Regions from separate parts of the Acanthopagrus latus genome. Here region 1 is linked to region 2. The links are chromatin contacts, called in public Hi-C maps. All regions are on one chromosome and are shown on one strand. The core of a region is the stretch at or near the end of the contact, and the rest is flanking DNA. Distances in the headings are between cores, read along the strand shown.

The links. A called contact is a pair of places that touch in the nucleus more often than the background predicts.
Region 1: a contact with region 2 is called in a Hi-C map of muscle, with 7 times the contacts expected there. The contact joins the promoter of LOC119014450 here to the promoter of LOC119013442 in region 2. A contact is called at or near these places in 2 of 4 Hi-C or Micro-C datasets (liver and muscle).

Annotation. Positions count from the first base shown.
Region 1 is chr23:6,476,538-6,481,190 of fAcaLat1.1, reverse strand. LOC119014450 (MICAL-like protein 1) reads left to right here and starts at 2,743. Exons shown (of 15, transcript XM_037089632.1): 1 at 2,743-3,462; 2 at 3,945-3,993; 3 at 4,160-4,301; 4 at 4,631-4,653. The coding sequence starts at 3,299. It overlaps LOC119013937 (ADP-ribosylation factor-binding protein GGA1-like), which reads right to left and starts at 1,855. Exons shown (of 17, transcript XM_037088854.1): 1 at 1,758-1,855; 2 at 567-651. The coding sequence starts at 1,800.
Region 2 is chr23:6,342,360-6,346,958 of fAcaLat1.1, reverse strand. It overlaps LOC119013442 (coiled-coil domain-containing protein 134-like), which reads left to right and starts at 1,580. Exons shown (of 7, transcript XM_037087981.1): 1 at 1,580-1,899. It overlaps LOC119013439 (meiosis inhibitor protein 1), which reads left to right. Exons shown (of 33, transcript XM_037087978.1): 33 at 1-447.

The sequences.
Region 1 (4,653 bases), core at 1,494-3,993, 130 kb before region 2:
GTCATGAGATTTCCAAGACACTGCATCCAGCAGTTGAGGGCAGATGAGCAAATGTCAGAGTGGTCAAGTGTGCTGTATGGAGTGCTGAGCAACATATCATACATTTATTTGTTATTTTCTTAATCATCATCATTGTGGTGCTTTTAAGAATGTTTTCAGGTTATTAAGGAAATTAACACCAATAAAAATTAGTAAGCCAAATTAACCCAATAATGATTTCTTACATAACTGACAGTTATAATAATGATTGAGGTCTGTCTAATTGCTCTTTATTGCACTTGTTATTGAGATGCAATTTCCCACACCTCAACAGAAAATGAGGCTTTTATATGTTTTATTTCTTATATCTTTACAGGCATAGTGCTAGGAGAATGATGATTTGATTCATATTCAGCACAGAAGATTTCAGTTGCATGTGCCAAATTGAACTCATTATTGTTTGATTTACTTTAAATTCAAGGAAGGAAAATAGACCACCATTGATAGAAAAAAATAAACACAAGTTGAATCAGCGTCAACAAGACTATAATCATTCAAGTAAGAAGCACAAAACAATGTCCTCTTACCCCTCCAAATCATTGTTGAGCTGGTCACAAAAGGCATGGATGCTGCTCCAGTCTGTGTCTCTGTTGAGTGGGTTTGTGGCTCTGTCTGAAATGTCAGCAAATGTGATGTCAGGCAAAAAGACGTGGTTATATCAGAATGTTGTTAATGTGGTTTAAGATAACATACATGTCTGTCATTTTGGTTAAATAATATTTGTAATGTTAAATAACACAGGTTGCATTATTAATGACATGAAGGATTATATTACTATAAAGACGAATTATCTTTCTGGATTGGTTTAATGTTTTCTTCTGTGTAAATACAACAGTGAACATCTCTATCTGTTCAGTTGTTTCTACATCCAGCTGCCACTTTATTAAGTACATCTATCCAAAACTAATATAGTCTTCTTTAATTATTGTGGGTAACAAGTTGGTCGGCAAACAGAGTTTAATTTACCATTTTTTTACAGTTTTAACACAAACATAATCTCATTGCACAACGTTGGCACTGTTTCATTTTTAGTTTCCATCAATCTGTTTCTGGTTGGTGTTTCGCTTTTAGATTTATATTTGAATAAGAGCATCAACACTCACTCCAAAATGTGTTCACGTTATAGAGATGATGAGTGGAAATTTGTAAAGATTTTGGCATATAAAACTTAAACTAAAACACCCAAGAGAGTCCAAGAAGGCCTCGAGGCTTCCCAAGTGACTCCTTCATTAAAATTCATTAAGTCTCTGCCACATAACGCCAACATGCCACCGTGCAGAGAGAAATACACAGGGCAGGTGCTAACCGAGTGTCACGTTAGCTAGCTTACTGTCGGTAGTCGCACTGTGTCACTGTCTCGTCTAGAACTTTCTTACGAGGCCAGAGCTTTGACATTAAAATAATAAAGCCTGTGTGATTAAAATTGAAGGGGCCCGTATTCTTGTCGCTCACTAAGGTTCCCTAGTTGAGCTATCGCGCCGTCAAGCTAATGCTACGCCTGGCTGTGTTGTGTGTTGACAGCTGGCAAGCACAGCAGCTCCAGTGCTAGGTTAACGTTAGCATCCTGGATGTGACGGCAGGGTCTCAGTCCCCTCTGCCGGGACACGCGCTGCTGTGGTGAGCTGTCATCTCACCGACGACAACTCGCGGATAATAATTTGTGAGTGTCTGTGTCTTCAGGCGACACTGGCTCGGCGGAATAAGTTTCAAATACTCACTGATACGAGACTCCAAACTCTCCGCATCGGGCGGCGCAGCCATCACTGCGAGATTTATGTGATGTGTCGGTGGGTCTCGCGAGGGACGAACACTAGCACGTAGAGGCGGAAGAGACAAAGAACTCGAAGGGATAGAAACTAAAAATATTTCAAAGCTTTTTTTAATATAATACTTACATTCAGTATTAAAACATATTAGTTTTACGTCTCGGATCCTCTCAATATACATACGCTTGCTGAAATTTACTTACAAGTGTACAACAACTGTAAATAGTAAGAAAACATTTTATCTTTTAAACTAATGTCTTTACCAAAGTTGCTAATTAATGCTTATTATTTGTGCTTGTATGCCACGTCAGCGTCAACGTCAATGAAAATATCTCTAATTATTAGAAATTAAAAAGTGTCAATTTGAATGGGTATAACCGTTCTAGCACATAGATTTCTATCAGTGTCCTGCGAGAAGCGAGATAACGGTCTCATACCGGAAGTCAAACTCCTTCACAATTAAAGCAGAACATTTAGTTAGTGTCGCTTTCAACATATTCTATAAACCAATAAGTGATAAAGCACGTTTTTATAATCACTTTATCACAGTTTCGTAACAAAACGTGTCGTATTTTGTCTCTTTGTTTTTTCTTTTTTTTCATTAATGCTGCTAGTTTGATTTAACTTGTTTGACCGGAAGTGTTTTGGTTTACTAACATAACAAAACTTCACTGAAACAAGTGGATGTGTTGTCCGAACACTGCAAAATAATTCTGTAGCCTGGAAATAAATATGCTCGGATAAAATCATATTGTTTGAACCATGAGATCTGTTCATTGATCAAAAATGGCAGTAACAGAAAGGAGGGATTGGAAATTGTATGTTTTAACGAGGCTGCAATGCATCATCATGTTTGGATTAAAAATCACAGGGTGTATCATATTTGTCAAGTCTGCGTCAAAGCAATAATCTTGTAATCAGAGACCTCTCTTTCCTAAATATAGAGAAGCAGCAGCTCTGCGTCTCCCTCTGGCGGCAGATATTGTGTATTTCAGTAAACGTGGAGCACAACAAGGTGGACTACGCCAAGTAACGGGATTTTATTTAAATTTACACCTCTTCTTTCAAAACGACCAGGACTTATGTGAACACTGCCAGATGTCTGGACGACAGTTCACTACATTCAGAAGTTCGATGGTGGTTCGCGGTGAAAAGTGACGATGTGTCGCCGTGAGTGAAATAAAACCGAGTGAGACTGAGAGGCTAACTTGTGGCTGTGGACACTGAGGCAAAGTGAAGTCGCTTCACATGCGCCGACACTTTTGTTTTTACCCGACAAAGCATAACGGGAAAATAACTTCCTTCCTGCTGCTTCACCAACTCAAAGTGCAGGTTTGACCGCAGGTTTTCTGCGAGCAAAAAAGGTAGTTACCAGGGTAATAGATGCTCGCTTCCTGTTTCCTCTTAGAAGAAGAAGAAGAAAAAGAAAGAAAAAGCTTGCGAGCTTCATTTGATGTACTCTAACTCATGAAGTGCCATGTTCACTCATCCCCATGTCAAAGATGACACGAGAAATGATTTCTCCGAAGGCTTTACGAGAGTGGTGCCGTGTCACATGCGCTCATTACCCCAAAGTGGAAATAAAAAACATGTCAACCTCATTCAGAGATGGACTCGCCTTTTGTGCCATCATCCACAGGCACAGACCTGACTTAATGTAAGTATACCACTTGTCAGCCCTGGGCCGATCTGCAGGTGCATGACTGGTACATTTCTAACATTACAAACACATTGTCTGTTTTGGGAGCCCTGAGACTGAATTGTCTTGTGTACTGGGGCTCCTCCTGATTGACTTACATGCTGCCTAATCTGGAGCAGAGCGGAACCTGCACACTGTCTCAAGGACTAATCTGCTCTCCTTTGCTTAATCTCTCTCTGTCTCTCTGATTAGCCTTCTCTTGTCCAGTTTAATGGGATTGGTTGGTTTGTTTTTACCTCTCACACACAGCCATTGAACCAGAATCATCTCATCTGATCTCTGATCTTTAACCGCATTTTACTCACACAGTGCTTTACGGCTGCGTACTCACTTGTTGACCACCATTCAGACAGGCAACTGTTCAGGTCTGTTGTGTGTTTTTGTGTCTTTTCCCCCATCAGTTAATCAGTCTCTCCATTTTCCTCCTCACCTTGCTCCAGAGATTTCAGCTCCCTCTCCAAAGACAATGTTTTTCAAAATAACAAGCTGGTGAGTCATGTCCTCCTATGTTTTTCACTCAAGCTATGATAACTCTGCTGGTGGGGTTTATTTCTCATAACTAACACAAAACACCATAACACAAAACTTCGGGGTAAGTGTTAGTCATGCAACCCCCTCTTCACATTTGTCTCTGTTTGTCTTCCGTCGTCTGTAGGCATTTGAGGTTGCAGAGACGAGGCTGGGCATCCCTGCTCTGCTGGACCCAAACGACATGGCTTCCTCCATGGTGCCTGATTGTTTGAGCGTCATCACCTACCTTTCCCAGTACTATTGTTTCTTCAACAGGAAGTGTTATGGTGGGTTAATTAGCGTCTCTCTACTCTCTCTTTAGAAGCAGTTACAACAGATATGCCAGCAGAGGTTTATTGTCTTGCTCAAGGGCACTTTATCAAAGCACGTGATAAGTGAAGGACACTACATGTTCAAAGGATTTTATCTGTGTTTTTTAGATGTACAAATCATGAACATGCTTTATTAGCAGTGTTTTGGGTGCACCATGGCCTTACACTCTGCACAGACAGCCAATGCCCTCCTCTGTTCAAAGCAAGACAGCACATCTTCTTTTCAAGGTCCTTGTTTGCCGAACCGCGCTCTATTTGCATGTCTTCTCTTGACTTTGAAGCAGGTCTTGCCAGTTCGAGGTCATCA
Region 2 (4,599 bases), core at 331-2,830:
TTATGTTTACATGTTGAGTTTTGAAACTGTGGCGTGATAGAAATTGTCGAGCTGAAACTACCATTCGTGTCATTTATTATTTCTCTGTGGATTCTGTAACAAGTCTTTAATTCAAGCAAAGGAAGACTACTGTTAAATTAAAATGCTGCGAGTTCCAGGGGTTGTGAACAAAAGCTTGAAGGACACGTTTGCCGATATAAAAGCAGAAATCACTATGTGAGAATGGGTTTGACAGTGGCTGTGAGGTGGTCAGGGGAAGCAGCTGTTGCTTATGTGCTTGGGCAGTGTTAGTAATGGTGGCAAAAGTATGCAGAAAATCTGTGGTCATTTTTTTTCTCAAGAGGATCCTTAACTGTAATGTACACTGATGAAATTATTCAAATATTCCAGGAAGCTAACAAATGATAAATAAATGCATTTCAGGTGTTGTTTCAGTCAGATAGAACAGGTTGTCTTGTACTTCAGTGACAAAGTGAATAAGGTTTTCTTTCTTGGAAATATGTACTCTTAAGCATTCACATCACCAAAGCAATATGCTTTAAATAATCATCACGTACAGATACAGAATTGCAATTCTAAATTTACTGTCTTAATATCGCCCATGTGTATATATAGAGCTGCACAACAAAAGCTCAATAGGGTAGAGATCTGGTGGCTGCGTGGGCCACTCCCTCATAGACTGTTCTTCCCTAAATAGTTCTTACATAGTTTGGAGCTGTGCTTTGTTGCAAAAACACAGTGGTGATAGCCTTCCTTCTCAAAATCCATTTAACCCTGTACAATTCTCCCAATTTACCAGCACCAAAGCAACTCCAGATGGCCTTGAGCACTCCTCCATCTTATCATCACTTGTCCTCTTGTGCAACACAGCCTCCCATTTCTCTTTCTATTTTGGTTAGAGCTGTGTTGCACTGTTCTGTAGTACACACCGTTGAATGAGATCTGCAGTTTCTTGGCAGTTTCTCACACAGAATAGCCTTCTCGGCTTTAAGAATAGACCGACAAGTCTCAGAGGGTAGGAGGTTTTTTTTTTTTTTCCCAGGCCATTTTGAGACTATAATCAAACCCTCAATGATAATAACTACCCCAAGGATGGCCGATTTTATTGCTTTCTTGATAGTTTTACATAACATATTACACAAAGGTTTTCTAATGCTTAATTGGCCTTTCAGCAACTGGGATAAGCTAACAGTGTGCCACTGGATCCTCAGCACACCTACATTCCATCACAAATCAGACAGTCTAACCCTAACCCAGTTAAAGAACATGAACAGTGTATGGCCTGTATTTGTTGTTCAATTTAATGTTAATTTAATTTAGAAAAAAATGCCTTTGTTTCCAAATTACGGGCATTTTTTAGCAGTATTATACACTGATATATACTGTACACAGACAGGATAGATAGATAGATAGATAGATAGATAGATAGATAGATAGATAGATAGATAGATAGATAGATAGATAGATAGTGTTTGTTTGCATGGTTAGCAAGTTGTCAGCACTGAAGCATCATTATTTCAGAGAGAGCACATGAAGGAAACGGAACGCAGCCCATGCTCTGGTGGTGTGTCTCTTTAAACCCTCCGTGCGGAAACAACATCCTCCTCCTCCGTGTTTGAGCGCCCGCTGGCTGTCATTTGTCCAAGACGATCCAGCCGGTGCGATCGTGGCGCTGGCAGAGTGGAGGAGCGAGAGCCGCATGTAAATGAACACCTCCACCTTCGCGTCGCTGTTACCTGAGGATCGATCGGGACAGACGGACTGTCCCGTCACCCCCTCATCACCGAGCTGACCTCAGACGTCTTGTTTGGAGATAAAGAGGTTAAACTGCACTACTTTGGAGCAAAAGCTGCCGGATAATCGCTGCCGTGTGGCGCCGCCGTTTCTCGATACAGCACGGTGAGTGATACGCGAGTTTCGTGGCTCCAGTGTCCAGCGCTTTATCGGTTTGATCTCCGGTGCTGGACGCCGGTTGATGGATCCGGCGGCGGGGCATACAGCCGAGATGACAAGCGGGATCGATTTGTCGAGGAGCGACTTCAAATACTTGGTTAATTCCAAAAAGCACACCCCTTGAGGAAAATCTTATACGTATAAACGGGATGTAACAATGCGGAGTTGTTCTATATCACCAGTAGATGAGGTCTTACATCACAGCTTCACAATTGACGTTTAATTATGGGCTGAAAATTGAGCAAATTGACTCATCATTTCCTGTAGACAGTCGCGCGGCTGAAGGGGACGCGGGTCAGGTAGAGTACATGCAGTCAATTAGGCAATGTGTGATTTATGGTCCACATGACAATCTTTATCCAGACTCTGCCATCATCATCACCATTACGCATGTCCGTGGCCATGCCTCTGCATGAGTGATAACCAAAGGAGAGCCTGGGAGATCGAAGCGGAGCGAGAGAGGATGTGTCAGTCCTTGAACCTCAAACCTCCCACAGCAGGCTGGCAGCCTGAGGGGAATCTAGATCCACTCCTGCTGCACATCCAGAGCAATCTGATAAGCATCTTGTGTGCTCCATCCTCTGAGGAGTCACTAACACCTCAAGGGTCAGTTTTACCTCTCGAAATGAATGTCACAGAGTTGGTTAGTTTACAGTGTGGACTGCTTCCCACCGTTGATTAAAGATTATTTTCAAGATATTTGTTTCCTGCTCTTTTCCCCCGGGATTAGAGAAATTGCAGGTTGCTGGTGCGTGGAAGAATATCAGATCCGTGTTTTCATATCACAGGGAATTCCAGCGCAGAGTGGAGCTATCTTCAGGGGTCTGTAGTATGATAAGTTGTGGTAGCCTACAGATCTGACAAACCTGGAACCTGGATCTCCCACACAGGAAATCAGACTTCAGCCTCTCCTGCCATGGCAGATTGTTGTTGGCACAGAGGAAAAGTCTCCTCGGGCCAAGAGATTTACATGAGTTTACGGCTCCAGCGATAACTACTCTGCCTTCAGACCTCCCCGCGGCAAACACACCTCATCCAACATAAGCGCCAATCGGGAAGAGGCCCTCCCGCCTTGGATACAGAACATCAGGTCTTGTTGAGAGAAAGCCACCCGGTCCAGGATTCAACAGGAGCGAATGTGAATGTGGACATCTTGCGGAGCAGCTGTGTTGTATACATTCTGTGCGCTGGGCAGATCTGTGTATGGCACAGGCTGTTTCTACACTTCAAGCAAAAACGCTGGGGGAAGGAGGGTTGATCTCCTCGCTGCTCTCTCGAGTGGATCTAAATATCTGTCAGACATCTCATTTCTCCCTAAGCAGCGCAACTAACATTGTTGTGTTTCATAGTCAACCCCCATCTGGTCAGGCCATGGCCAAATGTAATCTGATCTCAAGACGTCAGTGTAGATTTTCCTACGTCCTTTTAAAATGATGGGCCTGTGTAATCAGGGTTGCCTGCTTACAGTTAATGGATGCATTTAGACCCTCATTCCTGTGCTGCCTATTCCACATTAAGGATGATTTATCCGCTGTTAATGTCCTTCTTGCACTACTTCTTAAAGTCTCAGCACTTTGCCCTATCGCGTGGAAACGTTAACAGCTCCAGGATGTATGTGTTGACTGCATTAAATTGTGCCAGCGGCGATAACCTTTTTGCTCATAAATATCTGTCAGAGCGACATGGCTGACTGCTCGGAAGCACACAGGACCATCAAATACCCCGACGAGCCGCTGCCACAGGAGAGACAAGGCCCCCTTTCCTTAGCTGTTATCTAGAAATATTGAGGCTTTCGACCAGCACTTAAGGATATTTAGTGCGGCATTTCTCAGAGAGCTGGGAAGCTACCCAAAAGATGTTCTCAGAATGCACAAATTGGCCTTAATCGAACATTGTCTTCACTCAGCTGTCTTCAGGAACACTTGTTTCTGCTGACTCTGTGAGAAAAAAAAAAGTTGTCCTATGGTTTTATTTTTAAATGAGACACTTCGGTCCGCAGAGACCAACACTTGAAGCCAAAGTGGCTGAGACAACTGAGGGAAGTTTGAAGGCTTCGTTGTCAGTGCCGTCTTTTGCTGATCTGGAACAATATCTTGAGATCTACCTCACGATTTCTTGAAGCGTCGTCAATCTTTTTCGCAGGCTGTGGCGTAAAAGCAAAGCTGTTGTAAAGCAGGAGGATGTTTTAGTGTGAAATGATCGCTGCTGGTCCATGTCGTCAGCGCTCTGAAGAGGGACATGTGCGTCTGTATGCCTCGGCGCATATGCGTTTCCCCTCTGATATGAGTGAGATCTTTAAAGGGGCTCATCTAGTCTAAATTAACATTCACACCCTGAGACGTTTCCTCACTTCCTGGTCCTTCAGATTGAAAAAAAAAAATCGGCAGCCAGCCTTGTAAAGATTAATTCTGTCTGTGGAAAAAAAATCAAGTCCCTGGTGCTCATTATCGTCTTCCACAGCCACGTGCCCCTCCTCTATCTTGCACTCGCTCTCCTATCTGTGCGTCTTTCAGTTTCACTGCTGTGTCTTAGCAAAGTTAGATGAAATATTCACCAGGAAAGCTGTTGTTTCCCGCAGGGTCTTCTACCCTCCGAAAGCTTCAGCGCCCCTCCCCTCATGTCTTGTTCTCCCCCGGTTTCTCACAA